Linked DNA regions of Mus musculus: region 2 is linked to region 1. A link is a contact called in public capture Hi-C data. All regions are on one chromosome and are shown on one strand. Each heading gives the region's core, a stretch centred on a gene start, on an enhancer-like site or on the middle of the called end of the contact. The rest is flanking DNA. Distances are from core to core; before and after follow the strand shown. Region 1 overlaps Trappc9 (trafficking protein particle complex 9). Region 2 overlaps Trappc9 (trafficking protein particle complex 9).

Region 1 (6,890 bases), core at 1,672-4,171:
GCACACACTCTACAGAAAAGCTAAGCGTGAAGTCTGGTCTCTGAGAGCCCCCAAAACATTCCGGGATAGGCCCCTTTGGTTCCCAGGAGAAGTGTAGATGGAGTTCCCTAAGGACAAATAGGAGGTATGGAGAGAAGCCTTCAGTCTAACCTCAGTCTTTCCTCAGATAGATCCTGCTGCACTCTGGCCTGTCCCTGCATGCCAGATAGGTGGCCCTGAGTAAGTTATGGCCACACGCATCTTAGAAACAGGTTCCTCATTGCCTCCTCCATGGGCTACAGCAGTAGTTCACAACCTTCCTAATGCTATAACCATTTAATAGAATTTCTCATGTTGTGAACCCCAACTATAAAATTATTTTCATTGCTACTCCATAACTGTAGTTTTGCTACTGTTATGAATCAATGTAAATATCTGATATTTAGGATATCTGATATGTGATCCCCCAAAGAGGCTCCAACCCACAGGCTGAGAACTGCTGGGGTAGAGAGGAAAAGGAAGAGGAGCAGTGGAGTGTGCTAAGGCCACACAGTTGCAGCGTGTAACAATCAGTGGGTATAAGCACATGGCAGGCCACCCAGAACCAACTGAGCTAGCCAGAGAAAACTGGTGCGGGGGGGGGGGGGGTCAGAAGCTGGGCTGGAGGCTGTTGGAGAGACAGGAGAAAGGGTTTATGGAGTCAGGAGCCCCATTACAGAAGACACCAGCAAACAAGTAGAGAAAAAAAAAACCCATAGGCTAGCAGTATACTTGACACTCCAGGCTCAGTTCATCTGCAAGCAGGCACTGCTCCTTCCAATGGAGCCTTGCCTGTGACTTCAGAAGGCCTGACAGCCTTCATGGATACACAAGGCTGAGGGGCAATAGGAGATGGGCTGCGGAACTAGATTGGTGGTAGCTTTCCAGAGGAGCGTATTTGTTAGATCCTATCATCTTCATACAATGAAAGTGGGGTACAGAGACAGTGGCAAGGACTCTCAGTTGCAATGCAGGAATGAGGAGAAGAGGAAGGAGAGAAATGGCAGCTGCTTTAGGCTGTTTGGGAGTCTCTACTGGAGTTCAAGTCAAGGGAGAAGAGGCCAATGGTAGGCTCCTCTGACACACTTGACAAAGTCTGTCTGTGGACATCAGACACATGGGAAGAAACAGCGCCATTGCAGCAGCCAGGTTACAAAGCAGCCAAATGGTTAGCCAGCACCATCACCGCCCACATCTAGGACCCTCTCAGCACAAAGGGGATCCACACACCCATCATGATATTTGCAGAAACGTAATACTTCAAAACACACAAAAGCTTCAAGATGGGGTCCAATTTAATCTGCAGTTGAATACCAGAAGCACAATGATCCTAAAATTAAATGACATCATCTGTCAAAACAGTGGCTTTCTAATTTGAGTTAAGGCACTGTGGAATTTTATGTGGAAAGAAACATTTAATTAGGACGGAGTTTTCTGCCAGAGCGGACTCAGGGAAAGTCTGGCCAGCTTTAGTGAGGTTCCCCATCGGCCATCAGCAGCAAGGACATGGAGGGGAGTCCTAGTCACCCAAGAGTGTACCAATGGGAATCTCCCTCACATATGCAGTGGTGACCCTGGCTCTTTGAGTGACAGCTAACATGTCACACAACCAGGGACCATGAGACTTAACATTCAGAGGGTATTTCTCAGATGATACTGGATGCCACTCTAGGTCCCCTGACACAGCAGGGCATGGTAGGACTCAGACCCTTCCAGCATCCACAGCCACATCTACATGAAACTAGCATTTAGACTCACCTTATTTTTATTTGTAACCAAAGAGTCAGGGCTGCTCTCCCTATTTGTCTGAGAATTACAGTGCTGGTGTCTTGGTCTTTTTTCCTATTACTATAATAAGTACTCAAATAAAAACAACTTGAGAAGAAAGGTTTATTCTACTCACAATTCAAGATACAGTTTAGTGTGGTAGGAAAACAGAGGCAGCAGGAGCTGGAAGCAGCTGGTCACGTGACATCTGCAGTCAGGAAGCAAAAAGTGATGAGTGCTTCTGCTGTTCCGCTCTTTCTCCATTCACACCATCCAGGATCCCAGCCAGGGAATGGGGTCGCCCACAGTGGACAGGCCTTCCCATGTCAATTAATGTAATCACTGTAATAGCTCACAAGCATGCTAAGAGGCTTGTCTCCCAATTGATTCTAGATTCTGTCACAGAGTGTCTCATTGGTTCTCCTAGTCAGGCAATGAGTGCCTCAAAAGAAAAAGTCATGTTTAGTGCATAGCCCCTCCCCGGTCCCTGGCAGCACAGCTTTCATCTGGGATGCATGGGTGTTCCATACACACTCGGTGAGTAAGATAAACTAGAATCTTGAGCCTCCTTGATGGAGTAATTGATTTTAAAAAGGTGGGTATATCACTGGACACACATAAACTCAGGAAGACATTTGCACCTTTTTATGTATTTTTGAGACAGCTTCTTATGAAGACCAAGCTAGCCTCGAACTCACCATGTTGCTAAGGATGATCTGGAGATGCTCATCCTCCTGCCTCTGCCTCCCGACTGCTGGGATTACAGGCTCATACCATAATATCTAGATTATGCAGTATTGGGGATCAGTCCCAAGGTTTCATGCAAGCTGGGCACTCAACCTACCAACCAACCTACATCCCCCACCTTCAGCTCACATTCAACACATCATCTAAAGGATGCTCTTGGTTTTAAAGGGATTCCTGTCCCAAGAAGCATTTGTCATAGCCAGAAGAGGCATTCCCACAGAAATGATGCAGTAAGAGTCTACAAACTATAATAATAAATGCAACCCCAGTTCATGAGTCTGCACTGGCTGATGGACCAGGTTCTTGCCAAAATTAAGGTCCCAAGTCTATAGGAGCCAAAACAGTATTAAGCTGAAGTCATAAATTCCAAGACCTAAAGTCACCTCTATTATGAAAGTGGAAGTGATGTTGTAACTTTTAAAGGGTGAGTTATTAGCCAACAAGCAAAGATAGTATCTACGTGACTCACCAAAATGATTCACAAAGAAATGCTAAATTGGCTTTTCAGCCCAAAACAAAGACGGTGCAGACAATGACTTACACAAGAGTAAAGATTCACAATTGATTTTAATTGTTGTTATTGTTAACACCAAAAGCAGGAAGCATTGCCTTCCTTTCTTTAGGCCCTTCCTTCATTCACCACTTCCTTCACAGGGTCACCATGGTACCTGTCAATCAAGACTGCTTGGCACCATGGCAACCAATGAGTGACTTCTTTAATTATGGAGAAGTGGGGGGGGATCCACCTGGATTTTCACAGATAAATAAATAAATTGATAGCCCTGCAGCCCTGGACTATCAGGCTAACCACAGAGATGCTGGTGCCCACAGAGACCATGGGGTGACTGGCTATGGGGGAAGAGGCTGTTGTGCAGGCTAAAGACCTCTGTGGGGACAAAGGCCAGAGCAGATATTGTTCCCTATTTTGCCCTGCAAGTCCAGGGGAAGCATGTCCATTTCTTTGAGAGGGTAGAAAGGAAGCCGTGCTAATTGACTATCCATTATGCTCCTGTCCCACAGATCTATAAAACAATCCTTCGAGGCAGAGGCAGGGATTAACCGGTGCTATACTTTACACAAGAGGAAATTGAGGCTCAAGATGCATGTGAATTGCCCAAGGGGTCAGTTTGACTTAGTCAGTAAATGGCAGGCTTAGCTCTGAGGCTGAGCCTGCCTGCCTGCAAATATTCTGTCCACCTGCCCTGACTTGGCTAAGGCCTTCTGATAATGAATCAGTGTGTACTAAGAAAAGGTCAGCACTCAGGACACACACACACAACACACACACAGGCTGGCTCCTTGAGGAAGCAACTTCACAGTCCCTTAGACTCCCATTAAAAGGCTCCTCCTGAGAGGCCCTTGGGCCTGAGGGTGTGCAGTGCTGTAGTGTAGGGGAACACCAAGGAGGGAAGACAGGAGTGGGGATGGAGCACCCTCAGAGAGGCAGGGGGAAGGAAGATGGGATAGAAAGATTACAAAGGGGAGAGCTGGAAAGGGGAAAACATTTGAAATGTAAATAAAGAAATATCTAATTAAAAAAAAGAAGAAGAAGAAGGAGGAAGAAGAAGGCTCCTCTTCTAGATTCTTTGTTGCTCTGCCAAATAGATTGATTTTTGTGGAGATTATGTCAGCTGAAGGCAATGCCCCTCCTCGACCTCTAAGGGACATGCTAACACCCAACCATGTGAGTTCACTTAGCAAGTTTCCCAGCCTTTGCCTGAATGGGTCAGTCCTGCAGTCAGAGGCTGTTCATCTTCACTTTCAACATGACTGGATGAAGAAACAACTAGACCATCCTGAGGCACATCTGTGACTCTGTCTGTGAGGGCATTTTCAGGGAGGACTGACTGAGGAGGGAAGACCCACTCTAATGTGACTGGCCCCATCTGATGAGCTGAAGTTCCAGGCTGAGCATGGGGAAGGGCCATGGGGAAGAAAGCCAGCTGAGCATAGCGGTCCCTTCCACTGCTTCCTGGTTGGCTGAGATGTGAGCAGGCAGCTTCATGCCCCTACTGCACTGAACCAACAGCCACCATGTCGTTCTCCTCATGATGAATCATAGTACCTCAAGATGTAAGCCATAATACCTCCTCTCTCCCCCTTCCTTATAAGCTGTTCTTTGTAAGGAGTTTGATCACAAAGATGAGAAAAGTGGCAGGTGGGGGGAGGGGGGGGAGGATGGGAAGAGACAGGTGGGGGGAGGAGAGTGAGGCTGAGGCTTGAGGCATCCTTTGGGAGACAGGTTCACATCTGACAAAAGCAACTTCGGGAAGGAATGGCTTCTTGTGGCTCACAGGTTTAGGGTACAGTACACCCTGGTGAGGAAGTCGTAGGGTGACTGCTCACACTACACCCACAGTCAAGAAGCACAAGCACTGGCAGTTGAGGACGTAGGAACAATCGGCTTGCCTTCTTTTTATTCAATCCAGAGCCACAGCCTGAGGAGTGGTGCCGCCCACATTCAGAGCGGCTCTTCCTACTTGGACTCATCTTGAAATTCCCTCACAGATGTGCCCCATAGCCTGTCTCTTCAGTGATTCTGGATTGTGTCAATATCAACCATCGCAGCAGATGAGGGATTTCAGAACCCAGGCAGGGTAAGGGGGAGGAAGTCACCAAGTCAACATACAGATCCACATGACGGTAGTCTTTGCATGACAGCATGCAAACAAAAAGCCCAGTATAAAGAGGACCAGTGGAGATGAGAGGGTTGTGTTCTTAGGAGGGTCAAATTGGAAGAAGGTGTCAAACCCAAAGAAATGCCCCAGGGCAACCATTGCTCCATGGGGTGAGAGAATGAAGGGAACCTGAGGAGAAGGGGGAGTGGTAATGGAGGTGGACCACACTTGGGAGGTTGAGCCAGTGATAATGGGGCTTCTCTCCAGATATGGAAAGAACGGATTAGGACCATGGCTGAAACAAGACTTGACAGAGACAACTATGCTTTTCAATAGCTTATGCCAAAAAGTGACAAAGGACCCAAAAGTATAAGATAACCATCACAGGGTAGAAAGATGGCTCAGTGGTTAAGAGCAATGACTGTTCTTCCAAAGGTCCTGAGTTCAATTCCCAGTAACTACATAGTGGTTTACAACCACTATGGGATCTGATGCCATCATCTGTGTGTCTGAAGACAGCTACAGTGTACTCATAAACATAAAATAACTCATATAAATAAGTTATATGAATATAAACTATTCATACAATAAATTAAATAAGTAAATAAATTTTTTAAAAAAGATACCCGTCACAAGGAAAGCAATGGGGTTAGGGAAGTGACTCCACTCCATCACAGAAGTGCTTCAGGCACCAGGACCTGAGTTTAGTCCCCAGAACCCATGTGAAAACCAGGAGTGGTGGTGAATGCTTAGAATCCTAGATCTGGCAAGCCAGAGACAGGCAGGTTCCTACAGCTCCCTGGCCAGATTGCCTAATTGGCAATTTGCAGGCCAGTGAGATAACTGACTCAAAACACAGACAAACAATAAACCAAAAGCCAGCGAGTGTGCCTGTGCATGCACAAATACAACACAGGGAGAGGAACAGGCAGCCTGGAGGGGGGGGCACCCCCACTGGCCAGAGCTGAAACAATTTAAATATCAAAATATTGGAGGATGGTTTTGTGCACTGGGTATTCAGATGCTGATTGCTGTGCCCAATGAACTGGCACTGTCATGATATTTGGAGCATCTCCTGTCTCAGTGATATGTAAAAATTATTTTCCATTACCTCTGATTGGTTAATAAAGAGCTGATTCAGCCTCTAGCTCAGGAGAAGAGAATAGGGAGGGACTTCAGATCCCAGTGAGGAAGTCCCGAGCAAGAAGAGGAGAAAAGAAGAGGAGAACCAGGAGCATTGGCCATGAGGTCTCCACGAGGAGAGGATGGATGGAGCAGGAACATCCAGGGCAAGACCAAGATGGCAGGGAATGCCACGTGGCTGTGGACTGGCTGGAAAGTAGACCAGGCTAGCATGGTTGGGTTAGAATAGCTCCAAACTTGTCCAGCATAGTGCCTGCAGCTTGTTAATAAATTTATTGGGTGTCCATGTCATTTATTCAGGAGCCAAACCGGCTAGAATGGGTGTAGAAACACTGTCATTACTTGGGAGCAAAGGAGACAAAGAAAAGCCCCTGGAATGACATCTACATCATAATCAATTAATAAATAATTATCAGCTGCTATAAAATGAGCCTGAGCTCTGAAGGTCACCACCGGTGAACCAAAACCTGGTGAAGGGTCAGCCATAAGGGTGCCACATCACCTGCTAAAGCACACACACAGTGGAAATGTCTGGCAGGTGGAGCCTTCCTCACATGTCCATGGTAACCTCATCAGAACTAGGACCAACAAAAGTCT
Region 2 (6,890 bases), core at 1,527-4,026, 180 kb after region 1:
ATGCCCAGCTTAGAATCTATGGGGAACATTCCAGTAAATAGGAAGGCAGAGAAACAGACTATGTACTGCACATATGGTGAATACTTTAGACAACGGCCTACAAGAGCTAGGCAAACTCAGAGGCTCTGGGGTATGGGGTGCCCCAGCTCACACATCTCCTAGAAGCTATCCTGATGGTGTGTTCCCACACATAGCCTCACAGTATCAGTCCTGTCCTGCACTGTTCGCACTGAGCCTCTTCCCCCTGCCCTGGGGCAGCCAGACTCTTCCAGAGTGGTAACATCAGTTCCCGCTCACAGGGAGGACATGCAAGGACCACGGTGCTTCATGCACACACAGATGGTTTGATGTCACGGGTGCCTGTGGCTTTTGCCATTCTGCTGGAGTTGCTTGGCAGTTCCCTGATAAGCAGGCGCTGAGCACCCTTCCCTATGATTAACTGGCCACACTTGTATCTCCCTTTGTGAAGTATTTGTTCAAAGCTTCTGGCAGTTTTTAAAATTAGGTCGTTCGTCTTACTACGGAACTGGGAGCTGGGCTCATTCTTCAGGTTCCAAACCTGAGTCTTTAGTCATCCATGTTTGGAGAATATTTTCCCCTGGTCTGATGCCATTGTTTTTCCTAAGAGAATCTTCTGATAAGCAGAGGCAACTCATGTGAAAGAGCTCACGTGATCAATGCCTTGTCGCTCGGTCAGTTCCCTGTGCCCTTGGTCTAAGAAACCTTAGGTCTCAACAATCTACTGAATGCTTCCGCATGTGTTTTGATTGGGTCTCCAGTATGTGGTCACTCAAACCTGCACAGGACTCAGCCTTGCTTCAGAAGGACTCCTGTGTGCTAGTGTCAGCCGTGACAGGGGACAAAGAGAGAGATAAAAGAGAGGCAAACATGTTGACTGCCTCCATCAGGTACTGGGAGACCCCCAGCCCCTCACCTGACAGCCTGCCTCCTGAACATGACAACAGATACTTGTGATGGTGGCCTCAGCTGGGGCCCTTGTGGCTAAATCCAAGAGACAGGAAACTGAGGGCCCAAACCTTGGTCACCGTGCTCCATGGTTCTCATGGGACCTATCACAGATGGAAGACTGGAACAGTCCTGTAATCTAGACTCTCCTTCTTCCTGCCATATGAATGTAACATGGTGGCAAATGGTGAGCCTTCCCTACAGATGGAACTGAAATGACTTCAGACCCTAGAAAGGTTCCCCCGGGAGAAAGCCTGGGCACAGCTGGTTTCTAGCACTGTGTGCCATGGACTTCCAGATGACACAAGTCCTGGAAGCCTGGGGACAAAGCTGTGCCGGGCTAACGTGGGCAGCAACCTTGAGAGGATCTGAGAGAGTACAAAATGGTCCCAGGCAAAATCTTGAGATGCAATCAAATCCCCACACTCATGCCTGAACCCCTGGCCTGCGGCGGGAGGGGGGGGGGCATTAATCAGCACATCCTTGTCCTGATTTTTCAGCAGGCTGAGTAGTCACAACCTCTGAGTCCAGGGCCCAGATGTTTATGCAAATTTCTAGCAGAAGCATCTCGAAGACACTCAAGCTGAGAGGCCTTAGTCATTGGTATCAGCTCACCAGTCCAGTTCCAAATGCAAAGTAAGCGGAGACCCGCTTCGTTCCAACATCAGAAGGAAGGTGGTGGCGTTGTTGGAACAGTCTGGCAGGGCAGAGCAGAGGGCAGCACAGTGCAGTTAGCACACTGAGCCATAGTCCATCAAGTAGCCAGCTCTGCCATTTTGCCTCTTGGAGAAAGAGGGCATAGTCTAATGTTTTTGGTGGCTGGAAAGGCTAAAATGAAGTAATGTGGACATTTAGGAAAGGTCTACAGTTCTCAGTAGGTGTTCAAAACAACAGGGCATTTGACTGTCACTGAAGACATGTGAGAGGTGTGTGTGCGTGTGCACATGAATCATGAATACGGGTGCCCCACGGAGGTCAGAAGGAAGCCTAAGATCCTCTGGAATTGGAATTACAGGGTGGCTGTAACCCACGAGATACGGTTGCTGGGAACTGAACTCCTATCCTATGCAAAAGCAGCAGGCGCTCCTAACATCTGAGCTGTCTCTCCAGCCTCTGTGGATAGACTTTTAAAATCACAGGTTATAACTAAATGAGTCGGCCAGGAATGCCTTTGAAACTGCAAAAAGCGACAGAGCTCTAAAGGCCAAAGCATCATGGGAAGGAGCTTTGGGACACAACTCGCCTGCACACTCTCCAGAATACAAGACACAGACACACTGTGTTTTCTACATAATATCTGCAGCTACCACACAGAGAGATTACATATTCAAAACTACACATAATGTCCACTTAGCCTGACATAGTGGTGCACACAGTAGGACCAGTGAGGTACCTAAAGGCTAGAACAGAAGAGTCACTTGAGTCCCAGAGCAGATCAGCGTGGGCAGCACAGAGCGATGCCTACCTAAAAACACTTCTTTAAGTTTAGAAAATTAAGTTTCTTTTATATACATTAAAAGAGAAAAAGCTAAAAGAGCTAAAACAGATCACTTTCCCAATTCTGCCTGCTTTATAAGGAATTCTTCGCTGGACTGAAATCTTTATGAATTTGTTTTTAAGCTACAGTTCCAAATAGACAGAACCTTGAAAAAAATGTTGAAAACTAAGAAAAGTACTGAATTCAGAAAATGGGACGATAATCTACCTTCAACTGGAAATTCCCAAAAACACGTCATCTAACCCAGGCAATGAGATAAAACAGGAAGTGAACATGCGAAATACAAACAAGGGAAGCAAAACCAGAAACTAAAAAAGAAACCGCCATTGCAGCAGGAAGCCATGGAGGGGGCTGAGGGATCCCCCTGGGCTGAGACTGCGGCTCTGCGGTTCATGAGTGGAGCTCTTTGCCTGCTATGTGTGAATCTGAGGGTTCAATCCCCTGTGCTGGGAAGAGGCAGAGAAGGGAGGGGAAAAGGGAGGAAAAGGTGGAGGTGGAAGAGAAGAGGAGGGGGGAAGGCAAGAGGGATGAGAAGAAAGGAAAGAGAATGGGGGGCGGTGATTTCAGCTCTTTATACAGACACTCTCTATTCATAGGATGAAAGACAATGTGGTTTGTTTTGCTTTTTAGGGAGATTGGAAGAGCTGAGACAGAGCTATGTCGCCTAGGCTAGTCTAGAACTCACTCTGTAACCAGAGTAGCCCTGAACTCTCCACCCTCCTCCTACATCCTACAGAGTGCTGTGGTCACAGGTGCATACCACTATGATGGTTACTATGGCTAAACTCCCCAGATTCGCCTACAGAGGCAATGAAGTCAGCATCCAAATCCTTGCTGGCTTCTTTGAAAAAACTAACAGGTTTATCCTAAACTTCATATGGAAATGGAAGACACCCAGAAGAGTCAGGAAAAAAAAATCTTGAAAAAGATAAATTTCCAACACTAAATTTACCATAAAAGATCAAGCATGGTGACACGTGCTTATAATCCCAGCTCTTGGAAAGCTGGAGCAGAAGGCCCAGACTTTGAGGATAGCCTGGTCTACATAGCAAGTATGAGACCAGCCTGGGCTACATAGACACATCCTGTCAAAAAGCAAACAGTGGAGCTTTGGGCTCAGTGATCTCTCCTGAACCACACCAAAAGCATATGCGGTGTGCTAACATAACATGCAGAGAAACTGGATTCCATCAAAGGAAGAAAGGCATGTCTGTGAAAGACGTCACAAGTGGGCAGGGCCATGGTGGTGGACACTCAGGTGTCTCAGCCACTTGGAGGATGAAATGTGCCCATCCCTCGAGCCTTAGAATTGAAGACCAGTCTGAGCAAGAAAACAAGAGTGTCGTCTCTCTCAAAAGACAAATGAAATGGTGCACGTTCCTGCAGAGCGGAGACCTGACAAGAATGCACCCTCTGGATCACACTAAGAGCTCCTACATCCATACAACATGCAGAGCCAGCGAAGGATTGATGGTCTGGGTGGTACAGTTTGTGTTCAATGTGCATGAGACTCTGAGTTCAATCCCTGGCTCCAAAGACAGTAAAGGCTGCAAAGGACTGTAATGGAAATGTGTGGATGGCCGGTCAGCACAGGAGAAGATGCTCAACAACACGGGGCACGAGGGAAATGCAGATTAAACCAGAGCCACGAATCCCTCCTTCCCTTCTTGCTACTACAGCAGCTGCAGTCAAAGATGCAGGTCCCACCTATTCAGGGCCTCCTGAATGGAGAATGGAGCCCTCAGATCCTGGTGGTAGCCATCCTCAGCAATCTGACAGTGCCTCAAAACGCTGCAGAGTGGGATATGGCCCAAATGTACATCCCACACGGAGTGAAAACACATTCCACAAAACCTGCATGTCAGTGTTCACGGTAGCATCTTTCAACAGCCAGAAGGAGGAGGAGGAGATGGAGGAGGAGGAGGAGGAGGAGGAGGAGGAGGAGGAGGAGGAGGAGGAGGAGGAGGCAGCAGCCCCTGCTGTCCACTGGTGCATAAAAGGAAAAGCCAGACCTATAAAAAAGAGTGGCTAGTATCTGGCCACAGAAAGGAAATAGGTACTGACTTCCACTATGATGGGAACAAACTTGCAAACCTGTGCCAGGCAAGCTAGCTGGGTGCCGAGGGCAGGCACCACCCTCTAGCCAGTGGGCATCCCAGTGTTGGCTGCACCACTCTAGCAATCTTCCAGAGCCTTGAAGCTCTCCCGAATAAAAACCAAGTCTGCTGTGCATAACAAATATGAACTAATAAAAACAATTCCTCACAGGAGGGCCTTGAAGTGTTAAACGCAGAAAGGTTGTGGAGCTCTTCGTGGGACACCTTGCATCCCTACCAATGGTCACCGCTGTCATTGCTCGGAGCGGTGCCGACACTGGAGAGAGCAGCCGGATGAATCATGCGTCAGAGATTAATAAGTGTCTCTTCTCTGACAAGCACTGTGCCTGCACAGAGAGATGAATAAGCCCCCATCCCTTCTCCAGAGTCTGCGTGTATTACCAGACTCGCCTACTGAAAACACAGTTTTAACATTCACCTCAGCTGTAACCTCCTAAGGTAAATACCCTGGAACCTCCAAAAGCAGTGTGCCTGCGGTTCTCTCTGTGTCTGCAGTGCGCCTGCGCTACTCTCCGTGCCTGCATCTGTTTACATTCTGCCTTGTTCTAAAGAAGAATGTAAAATCAATTTTTTAAACACACACAATTTAAGAGCAGTAACAGCCAAAATATAAAAAAAAAAAATCAAGGTGAAAAAAATGAGATTATAGTTAAATAAAACCAGAGGAAGGTTCGATCAGAAAAATGCCTGCCAGGAAGTGGGTGTAATTATTAAGGTATCTGTAGACTTGATGCTAAGGTTCCTAACTGCTAAAGCGGAGAGGGAAAGCCAAGATTCCCCAAGCCCATGAGACCAAAGTGACTTGCAAGTCTCCAAAGAGGAATTCCCAAGTATCCCTCTCACCCCTCCTTAAAAATTACAGCTGCCTGCAGGGCACTGAGGTCTGGCTTCTTTTATCACCTTTTCTGGTTAGAGTGGAGATTTGAAACTCAGCTCAATGGGCAGTGCCTTTCCAAGTTGGGAGGGGGAGGGGAGGGGGTAGAGCAGAGCTGGCCCCCAAGGGGTCTCTGCAGACCCCTGGCTCTGGAATGACTGAGCCCCCCTCACTGTCCTCACAGACTTCCACTCTCCTGGACTCTTAGTCAAGCCACACACCAGAATCCTGTTAGACCAGAAATTTCTCAGTTCTCTCTCTCTCTCCTCTCAATTCCAGAAAGGAATCTAGCAGGTGACCTTCCTTCTCCACCCCCCCCCATTCAATGGTTTCCTTGTAAGAGCTGTGGATCCCCCCACGGTTCCCCCACAGTTCCCCCACGGACTGACTGGCCCTGGAAGCCATTGGCCAGTTGGCCAGCTTTGACCTGTCACAGCATTACCTCAGCCCCTTCCCCAGATGACACCCTTCCCCACTCTCCCACCCTTCTGACTCTGAGCTCAACCTGACAGGAGCACTAGGGATGCAGTCACTCTGGTGCCTACCAGGCTCTTGCAGGGTTTCCTTAGCAACAGCTTCATTAAGGAAACCCATCAAAAAAGAAATCCGAGGAGGAGGAGGCTGTTCTTGCATCTGAACAGAGTAGCCTGCATAAAATCTGAATGGCTTTGCAAAGAAAATTAACCAAAGACAAAGAGGTTGAAAGTCCCCTCTAAAGTCTCATAAAGGAGAATGTTTTAAAGGGCACCAATTGTTCTGGAACTTAGAGATGTGAGGAGGCGGAGGACGGGGCCACGCTGCGACCCTCAGAAGCTGGTCTAGTTTTCCAGACACTTCCTCAGTAGCACTTTCTCGTAAGGTCACCTGCCATTTTCTGTTGAAAACAAAAATGTATTCAGTCCCTCAGGCAGCCTAGGGTGGGGGAGGGGAGCTGCCACCGGGTTGGGCTTTTGGAATCACACAAGCGAGGGAGCGAGGGGGACTGAAAGAACAATGGGAGACTTTGTGAGCTGAGCTGGGTCTCACCCCTCAGTTTCCCTGTCTTTAAAACTGGCTGCAAGTGGTGAGGAAAGGAACTGACGAGACCTTTCTCAGGGTCTGCTCAGCACCAGATGGAGCCGCCACAAGCCCCACCAGCCAGCTACAGGGGAGACAGTCATCGCAGCCTGTGCATCTTTCTTTGTTGCACCTTGCTCTACATTGCAACAGTGCTTATGCTCCTGGGATGAAGGCCTCCCGAGCTGCTCCTCCGCAGAAGGTATCCAATGGGAGCGTGGTCTTTGTTTCTGTAGATCTGACTCACTTGGGAATTGTTTGCCTCCATGTCTTTTGTTTATCAGCCGGTTTCCCCTCCTCAGCGCCGGCCAGTGTGGACCATGACTGTCTGCAGCTCACTGGACTTCAGGAGCAGGCTAGCAGGCAGGCAGACAGAAAC

Evidence for each region. Capture Hi-C pulls out chosen DNA fragments and counts their contacts.
Region 2: a contact with region 1 is called in a capture Hi-C map of bone marrow-derived macrophages, with 4 times the contacts expected there. The contact joins two enhancer-like sites. A contact is called at or near these places in 2 of 15 datasets of contacts at CTCF or cohesin (large pre-B cells and stem cell-derived epiblast-like cells), 5 of 484 Hi-C or Micro-C datasets (bone marrow-derived macrophages, nephron progenitors, peritoneal macrophages and 1 more), 3 of 115 datasets of contacts at active chromatin or transcription factors (embryonic basal ganglia, embryonic forebrain and embryonic midbrain) and 2 of 9 other capture datasets (bone marrow-derived macrophages and embryonic stem cells).

The regions. Positions count from the first base shown.
Region 1 is chr15:72,834,125-72,841,014 of GRCm38.p6, forward strand. All of the region lies in intron 16 of Trappc9 (trafficking protein particle complex 9), which reads right to left. Gm41343 (a long non-coding RNA gene) reads left to right here. Exons shown (of 3, transcript XR_001781663.2): 1 at 1-6,890. Among named protein-coding and RNA genes, the nearest start is that of Gm41343, 5.8 kb to the left of the region's middle. Within about 2 kb of position 2,922, at least 53 of the 459 cell types and tissues checked have an H3K27ac peak or open chromatin away from gene starts, as enhancers often do. A contact at or near this core is called in bone marrow-derived macrophages, where this site is marked.
Region 2 is chr15:73,015,070-73,021,959 of GRCm38.p6, forward strand. The region is part of intron 6 of Trappc9 (trafficking protein particle complex 9); the gene reads right to left. Among named protein-coding and RNA genes, the nearest start is that of Trappc9, 43 kb to the right of the region's middle. RefSeq lists an enhancer at 5,350-6,890. Within about 2 kb of position 2,777, at least 16 of the 459 cell types and tissues checked have an H3K27ac peak or open chromatin away from gene starts, as enhancers often do. A contact at or near this core is called in bone marrow-derived macrophages, where this site is marked.